3 separate regions of the Rattus norvegicus genome follow, and all the other regions are linked to region 2. The links are chromatin contacts, called in public Hi-C maps. All regions are on one chromosome and are shown on one strand. Each heading gives the region's core, a stretch centred on a gene start, on an enhancer-like site or on the middle of the called end of the contact. The rest is flanking DNA. Distances are from core to core; before and after follow the strand shown.

What was found. Hi-C and Micro-C count contacts between places; a contact is called where the count stands out from the background.
Region 1: a contact with region 2 is called in a Hi-C map of the A7r5 cell line, with 3 times the contacts expected there. The contact joins two enhancer-like sites. A contact is called at or near these places in 12 of 12 Hi-C or Micro-C datasets (the A7r5 cell line, the Rat2 cell line, Schwann cells and 7 more) and 1 of 1 datasets of contacts at active chromatin or transcription factors (oligodendrocytes).
Region 3: a Hi-C map of the A7r5 cell line shows a contact between it and region 2, with 3 times the contacts expected there. The contact joins two enhancer-like sites. A contact is called at or near these places in 10 of 12 Hi-C or Micro-C datasets (the A7r5 cell line, the Rat2 cell line, Schwann cells and 5 more).

Annotation. Positions count from the first base shown.
Region 1 is chr11:79,748,167-79,750,866 of GRCr8, reverse strand. It overlaps a transcript of Kalrn not described here. Among named protein-coding and RNA genes, the nearest start is that of Kalrn, 11 kb to the left of the region's middle. Within about 2 kb of position 1,261, at least 2 of the 93 cell types and tissues checked have an H3K27ac peak or open chromatin away from gene starts, as enhancers often do. A contact at or near this core is called in the A7r5 cell line, where this site is marked.
Region 2 is chr11:79,920,717-79,923,416 of GRCr8, reverse strand. The region is part of intron 5 of Kalrn (kalirin, RhoGEF kinase); the gene reads right to left. Among named protein-coding and RNA genes, the nearest start is that of Kalrn, 160 kb to the right of the region's middle. Within about 2 kb of position 1,361, at least 23 of the 93 cell types and tissues checked have an H3K27ac peak or open chromatin away from gene starts, as enhancers often do. A contact at or near this core is called in the A7r5 cell line, where this site is marked.
Region 3 is chr11:79,681,996-79,684,695 of GRCr8, reverse strand. No RefSeq gene overlaps it. Among named protein-coding and RNA genes, the nearest start is that of Ropn1, 51 kb to the right of the region's middle. Within about 2 kb of position 1,360, at least 12 of the 93 cell types and tissues checked have an H3K27ac peak or open chromatin away from gene starts, as enhancers often do. A contact at or near this core is called in the A7r5 cell line, where this site is marked.

The sequences.
Region 1 (2,700 bases), core at 12-2,511, 170 kb after region 2:
GCATTTCAGGCTGACAAAAATAGAAACCCAGATCTTTTTTTCCCTCAGGGCCAGGCAACAGTTTCCTTCTCCACTCCCCACTCACAGGATACAGAATGTGAGATGGTTACAGACAGCTCCCAACTTGGAATCACCACCAGGCTTATCCACCTAAGTGGCTGTTAGAGGAAGTTCCACTGGTATATCAGACACTCGCCATTCACCCCCTGCTTAGCCCCACAGCCTTCACTTGCCACAGGAACCCAGATGAGCGGTCTGTGAACTTAAAGAGTTTTAGCAGCAACCACAGTCCCTTTCAGGCTATTCATTTATTTGTGGCTTACAAATCTTAAGAGATGTTGGTCAGTGAGAGTAACATTGTTTCTTCTCAAGTCCTACCCAGGAAGTGACTAGAGCAATGGTTCTTAACCTTCACCGCGCTGTGATCCTTTAATACCATTCCTCATGTGGTGACCCCCAACCAAATTATTTCATTGCTACTTTATAACTGTGATTTTGCTGCTGTTATGAACTGTAATGTAAATATCTGAGCTGCAGGAGGACGTCTCATATGTGACCCCAAGGGGGTCATGACCCACAGGTTGAGAACCACTGCTGTAGAGCTTTAGAATAATTTTGAGGCCACATGGATAACAACGAGGGAAGAGCAGCTTGGTCCCTTTGTAGCATCTGCCAAATAAGGTGCTGAGAGTCAGAACGTGCGCTCTCTAGTGGAGCATCCCTGCCTTATGCTACAGGCTTTGAGTGCCCCACATCCCTATTCACAGTGGGATATACTGGGTGTGGGGAGCTGCAAAAGGTGACAGGAGGCACAGGCTAAAGGAAGATAGTCTCTGATCACGGCAGTGTCTCCCATAGTGCATTTGTCAACAGACACTGTGAGGGCAGGGAGTCCAGGGGAAGTGAAGGGGCTCTCAGGATAGATGTAGCATCAAATAGATGCAGATGGATGACTCCAAACAGGGGTACAATGCTGGCCCAAGGTAAGCCCAGAGCCTGAATTCCATCTGTCATATTTTACTGTTATTTATCTCAAAGACTCAAAAACTGTACCCACGTAAGAGCATGCCTTTCACAATTTTGAAATTTCCAAGTACCCTGTTGAGAATCTACTCATCTTCTACCTACCTATCTTTATAACCAAAAACAGAAAGAAAGAAAGAAAAAAAAACTCAAAGCCAAAAATCCCCAGACCTTCATGTGTTGTAACTAAAAACACTCGGTAAACAAAGCCAGTCCTTGGGCTCCCTTGGGGAGTAATTGTCTAAGAATGCTTCTTTTCTTTCAGCTGGTGAAAGAAAAAGGCACAGACGTGCTAAGACTGCGGAGCGCATCTTGAAAACATTAATTTTTCCGAACACCAATGTGCGGCTCACGTGCTTTTCCGGAGCAGGCAGCGATGGGCAGTGAGCAGAACGCTGAAGACACCAGCTTGCCCGCCTTGCTGCTGGCACACAGCTTCTGAGGAAGTGGTTACTGGTACAGGAGAGAAATTTATAAGGCACAGGGGGCAAGATCTGGGCACCATGACTTGCCACAGGACCCTGAAGACTTGGGGTTGGACCGTCGGTTCTGAAGTAGGTAGAGAAAAGGCAGAATCAGTCCTTTCTTCCATTTCTACCCCTGGCCAATTGCTCAAGGCCAAGTTGCCAATCAACTCATCTATTCTTCACCCAGTCCTGCAGAGGTGCAGCCCCAGCAATCGTTCCAAGTGATAGGAGCCATTCTTGCAGCTCCAGGCCTGTTCACAAGGAACAAGACAAAGCAGATCCATCCACAGAGGCAAGGAAAGAAAAGACTCAACAGTAAGAACATGCCAGAAGCTCTGTCAGTGTCAACTAGACATCCTCTAAGTTGACTGCTACCACCAAAACCTAGCCATATCTAATTGCATGCCAAGATTCCCATGGGGGAATACAGAGAGGAGTGGAGTGACAGACAGACAGACAGACACACACACACATACAGAGAGAGGGGGAGGGACAGAGACAGACAGACAGACAGAAACACACACATACAGAGAGAGGGAGGAGGGACAGAGACAGACAGACATACACATACAGAGAGGACAGAGACAGACAGACAGACAGATAGACACACATACAGAGAGGGGTGAAGTGACAGACAGACAGAAACACACACATACAGAGAGGGGGAGGGCCAGAGACAGACAGACAGACAGACAGACAGACAGACAGTCAGACACTGGCTAACTTATGATTTATCACTATTCTGGAGCCAACCACTCTCGGACACCAATGCTACCACCCATAGTCATGTGATATGGGTCAAATCACTCCATGTTTCCGTGCCTCTATTTTTGCACAAAATACGAAGGATGTTAGTGACACTTAACTAAGTTAAAAAATAAAATAATACACCCCACAGAGTACAAGACTGTGGTGATCACGATGATGTTGCCAGCCTTACATCCCCTGCTAAGCTGTCTCTTCCCGTGGGACCACTGCACATGATCTTCACAGGCTCTGGAAAGGTTGTTCCCACACTGCCTTCATCCAACTCTCCAGACCCACAGGAAACCTTCTCAGGCCCACTAAGTTGAGCCCCACACTGGACGTCCACAGGACCATAAGACATTTAAGCTCTCTCCCTATGTCCTTCTGTCCAGCCAGCTCCTTCCTGTTCGTCGCCCAACGTCAAGCTTCTGGCTGAGAATTATCTTTGAAAGAATAAATAGAG
Region 2 (2,700 bases), core at 112-2,611:
GTGTGTGGGAGGTAGGCCTTTGATTTAAGATTCCCTTCCAGGTCTCACATGTTAAATATTACCCAAGGCTCTGAGGAAGCAATATCCAGAGAAGAGCCGTCACTGTAAAGCATACACCCTTTTCCCTTCTGTAAGTCATGAACATGGCTACTGACTTTTGATTCTACACACAGCCCACCTCAGGAAGAGGCCCACCCTTCTCTTGGGTTATAGGCTATGGTCATGTGGCATACATTTTCGCCACATGGGACCCACAGTAGCCAGGGCCACATGTGTCTAAAAGCAAAGCTGTATAGAGTACCATAATCTGTGCCAGCATAACAAGTAGCAAGTGGGTCTGTGTTGTTCTGTGAACACAGTGATGTGTGGGTCCATTAGTTACAGACCAGAGGGTGCTGGGCTGAGGCAGAGTGGTTCATCTCTCAGCATCGCAGGCTAGTTAAATCATCTCGGAATTACCCAACACTCCCAGCTTTCTTATTAAGGCCTCTCCATCACTCCTGAGTTCTGATGTTCTCTCCTCCCTGGGAACTCCCAAACACAGCAGTTATGCCCAGGGCAGTTCAGGCCACAGCAGACATTAAATAAGAGTAAAGGGAGGGGGTGTTTAAAGCAGTGGCTCTCATCCTTCCTAAGGCTCCCATCCTGTTATACAGCTCCTCAAGTGGTGACCCCAACCATAAAATTATTTTTGCTGCTACTTCACAAGTGTCATTTTGCCACCGCTATGAACCATAATTTACATATCTGTGTTTTCTGGCAGTCTTAGGTAACCTCCGTGAAAGACTCATTCAACCCCTAGAGGGTCGAGACCCAGAGGTTAAGAACTTCTGATTTAGCTACTGAGCATGCATGGTCATGGCTTCAAAGTGTCTCCTCACATCTATTTCATCAGACTATACCTTACATACGTGCTTTGTCACAGATCAACTAAGCCTCAAATCTGTTTGGACATGCAAAGGAGCAGGTGCTGATATATCTGTTTTGTTTATTGGCTAGTAGGTTACGTGGGGGTGGAAATTCCAGCCTATACATCTTTACCAAAGTAACTCATTCATGCTCAGGACCATTTCTCTGCACTCATAATATTATAAATGGAAAAGGAGAGGGGATGCTTGGTGACACCCATAGGGTAGAACCCTCCCCCTTTTCCTCTAAGACTTTTAATACAGGGGGCTGTCACATGGGTCAGGAAAGGTGGTAGGAGACTGCTTCATTCTCTAAGGAGGGTTGGGGAGTGGAGAGCCGCCAGCCTATTATCCATGCCTCGAGGGCAAGTGGCCACCTCACAAGGCCAGAGGAGAGACTCTGTCCCCACCCCTGTTCCAAAAATAGGAACGGAGTGGTCAGTGAACTTAACCGAGTGCCAAAAGCTTCCCAGATCTGGAGAGGCTTCACTGCCCTGCGCCCGCCCTGCTGGGAGGCTGAGGTACAACCCGTACAGGAACTATTTCCTGTGCCCTTGTTTAGATGTGGATGGGCACACAGCCCTTCCTCCAAACCATCACCCTTCTGACCTCTGTCAAAAAGCACCAAATAAGTCAAAGGCTGAGGCGCTTAGCTCCACGTGGATCTTCTCAGTTCATCTGGACGCAGCTCTAAAGCACTGTTGTTCTCCCGGCTCCACAGCCAGCACGGTTTTTTTGTGGTGGCTGAGTCAAAGTTCGAGCAGTGCCTCATCACCGACTCAAAGTGGCCACCCCTCCCCCACCTCAATTCTGTTTTTAATATTCTCTTTCTCTGACTACCCCTACACAATACACAAATGTGCGTTCATATACATGCACAAGTACACTTCTTTCTCTTTTAAGTGTGATTTGCTGTATGTGTAGGAGTGTTTGGCCCGCGTGTGTACGTATGTGTGTTGGGTGTGTTCGGTGCCCAGAGATCAGAAGAGGATGTTGGATCCGCTGGAAATGAACTGACGAACAGCTATGATTTCTCACGTGGATGCTGGAATCAAACCTGAATCCTCTGAAAGAACAGCTCAGGCTCTTAATCCTTGCTTCCCCTCTCCAGCCCCCTTCTTTCTCTATCTAAGGTGTGTGTATACACCTCAGAAGACAGGTTCGAAACCGACTTCATGGATTTAAGTTCAGTGATAGTGTACTTAAATGGGGGAACACCTTTGTTCCCGCTAATGTCTGGCTGAAACACAGCAACCCTTTCCGTTATGAACACAGAAAACTAACTATCCAGAGTCAATGAAACAGTTTCTTGGCTACCAGCAGCAACGTGAGCATTTCCGTATCACACTAGGTAGGATATGTTCTAAAATGCTATCCATGTTTATTATGTCTCCAAGTCAGGGTGGCTCCCGGGCTTCAAGTAGATCTTGTGTTTGTCACATTAATAAATACATAGTTTTTTTTAGTAAGTTAATAGTGTATTTTATTTGCTTTATGAGCCTATGTAATTTTTTCCCATATTTAAAAATAGTACTGTGATGAGTCCATTGTTTCACCAGAGCAGAGGTCCGTGGAGGAGGAAGAGCTGAGGAGTGTTCATTAGAAGGTGTGACTTGGGGAACAAAAGTGATGACTCAGTGGGTAAGAGCCTTTGCTGCAGAAGGATGAGGTCCCCAGTTCAGGTCCCATGCCTGTGTGAAAAGCCAGATGTGGCCATGTTCATGCCTGTAACCTGAGAGCTACAGGGAGCAGAGACAGGGGATCCTTGAGACTTCCAGGCTAACAGCCTAGT
Region 3 (2,700 bases), core at 111-2,610, 240 kb after region 2:
TAAAGCAAAGGTTTCAGTTTCTCCATTCCAAAAGACTGCTGGACTTTTCTCTTTTTCCTCAGCCTCTATCTCTGTCAGTCTTTCATAAAACCACCACTGCTTCCTTTTTTTTTTTTTTTTTGGTTCTTTTTTTTTCGGAGCTGGGGACCGAACCCGGGGCCTTGCGCTTCCTAGGCCAGCGCTCTACCACTGAGCTAAATCCCCAGCCCCCCACCACTGCTTTCTAATGCCAAGTGGCGGCATGCTACATGTCACAAACCCATCATCTTAGATAGATGGCACTGGAGCTCAAACTACATATTATTGACCCCTCTTTCAGATGAAAACACTGAGGGTTAGAGACATTTTGAGTCATGCGTTATAAATGGACAAGAGAAGAATTTGAATCCTCCCCTAGCAACTCCCAACTGAGAGTGGTGTGATGGTCTGAGAGAGAGCATGTGTTATGTACTTGAAGAAGCCCCTGGAGAGTTTAGAGGTATTTATGGTGTGACTGGACTTCGAGAGGAGAGGGGATTTTGTGTCTGTTGACTTGTATTTTGTTGTTGCTGCTGCTGCTGCTGCTGTTTGAGGAGAGATGAAGGAGACAGCAAACACTGGGAGCCAGAGAGGCTTGTCAAAAACCTTGGCCGGGATTGGAAAGATGGCTTAGTTGGTAAAATGCCTACCACATAAGCATGGATTCTCAACACCCATATAAAAGTCAGATCTGATGTATGGGCAATCCCAGAGCCAGGGACACGCAGAGACAAGCAGATCCAATAGGTCATTGGCCAACTAGCTTAGCCAGTCAGTGAGCTCTGGGTTCAGTGAGAGATCACCTCTCAAAACGTAAGGCAGAAAGCTAGGAAGACAGCCAACAACAGCCTTCTTCCTACAGAAACATGCACACGCATGCACAAACACACACATGTGCACCTACACAAATATATATATATACATATATATACATAAATAGTACATACACACAGAAAGAAATAAGAGAAAGAGAGAGAGAGAGAGAGAGAGAGAGAGAGAGAGAGAGAGAGAGAGAGAGAGAAACTTGATCTATTGCCCTGGATAAGATCAAATGTTAATTTGATTTACAATTATACGTGAGTTAGAGATTTGAGGCAATAAGGAATTAATTTCAAAAAATGCCTTAGAAGGGTTTTTTTTTTAAGAGCAGCTTTTCAACAAACAAAACTAAAACACTTAATTTCATTTTCATGGAATTTTTATAGCAAAGATGCCTTAAGTGGCCGGGAGCCACCCTTTGGAAAGAAGCAGACCAAAAAAGCTAAGGAATCTTCTATGTGTCACACAGCCTGAGCACAGTGATCATTGAGGTATGGCCCTGAGGTCTGAGCGTGACCACATCATTACTCATGCCAGCCACTGGCACCGTCATCAGAGTGGCGCAGAGATCCCGGCATGAGCATTAACGAATGAAGAAAGGGGGGCCTGGAGCTCCCCATCCCCGGTGTCTTACAGACTACTACTAGCTCTGTACCAGTGCTAACTTTATTGACTTAGATAAACAAATAAATAAATTGAATAAGTGATGTCCCAAAGTGACAAAAAGCCACCGTGCTGAATCGTAACTCCATCTCTTCATCTCCTTGCACCACACCTCCAGGGGAGCCCGGCCAACTGGGAGAAGGATATATTGGATGCCAGGATACATAGGGCACGGTGCCTGACTTAAGTGATGTCAAATTTTTAATTAGGGATATGGGAAAGACGGAGATGACAAAGACTTCCTGTCATCTAGAGGTCAGGGCCACTTGGTCTTTTGTCCGGTGGCACGGTGAACATCTCCACCTCGCCAATCCTGCTGCACTTTCACAGCATGTTCGGTCCGCATTACTGAGTCAACAGATCAGCATCATGCCTGCGGTTGGTCACCCTTTTCTGTCTCTCCCCTGTAATGTTTGATCTGGCTTATCCTCCTGCATTTTTTGGCTGCCTGCTTTCCCGCTGCCTGTCAGTCAAGTTTTGCTCGGTAAACATTCCAAAGTCCCGGGATCACTAGTACCCACTTGGGTGCCATATCTACTGTTCTGGGTTATCCTATCATGTACATATATAGGATGTGAGACAGGGAAGATGTGGAGGCTTATGAACATAATTATTGGCAAGAAGAACCCATAATATGTGTATATATGTATATGTGTATATATATGCATGTATATATGTATATGTAAAATGTGATATATGTGTGTACATGCCAATATGTATGTATATGTATGTACATATGCATATATAAAAGTATATATGTGTTGTTCTTGCCAATAATTATGTTCATAGACCTCCACATCTTGTCTCTCACATGAGTGTATGTGTGTGTGTACATGATACAGATAACCCAGAACATTACAGCACCCAAATGGGTACTAGTGGCTCAGGACTTTGGAATAAACATATATATTCTGAATATATACTGGAATATATATATGTGTGTGTGTGTGTGTGTGTGTGTGTGTGTGTGTGTGTGTACAATATAGTTTGGAGGGATTCTGAGTTACACTTAGTTCTCAGCGATCTTTGCTGGTATAGATGAAGAGTAATGTGGACACACAGCAGATATATTTTTTTAAGCCAAAGCTTAGTTTTCTGCCCTTCACTGCGCATTGTAAAGACAGTTGTGTAGACAGACCTGTGGGACCATCAGCACAATCGAGTCAGAGCATCTCCCAGTAGCTCAGAGCTCTCCTCTGC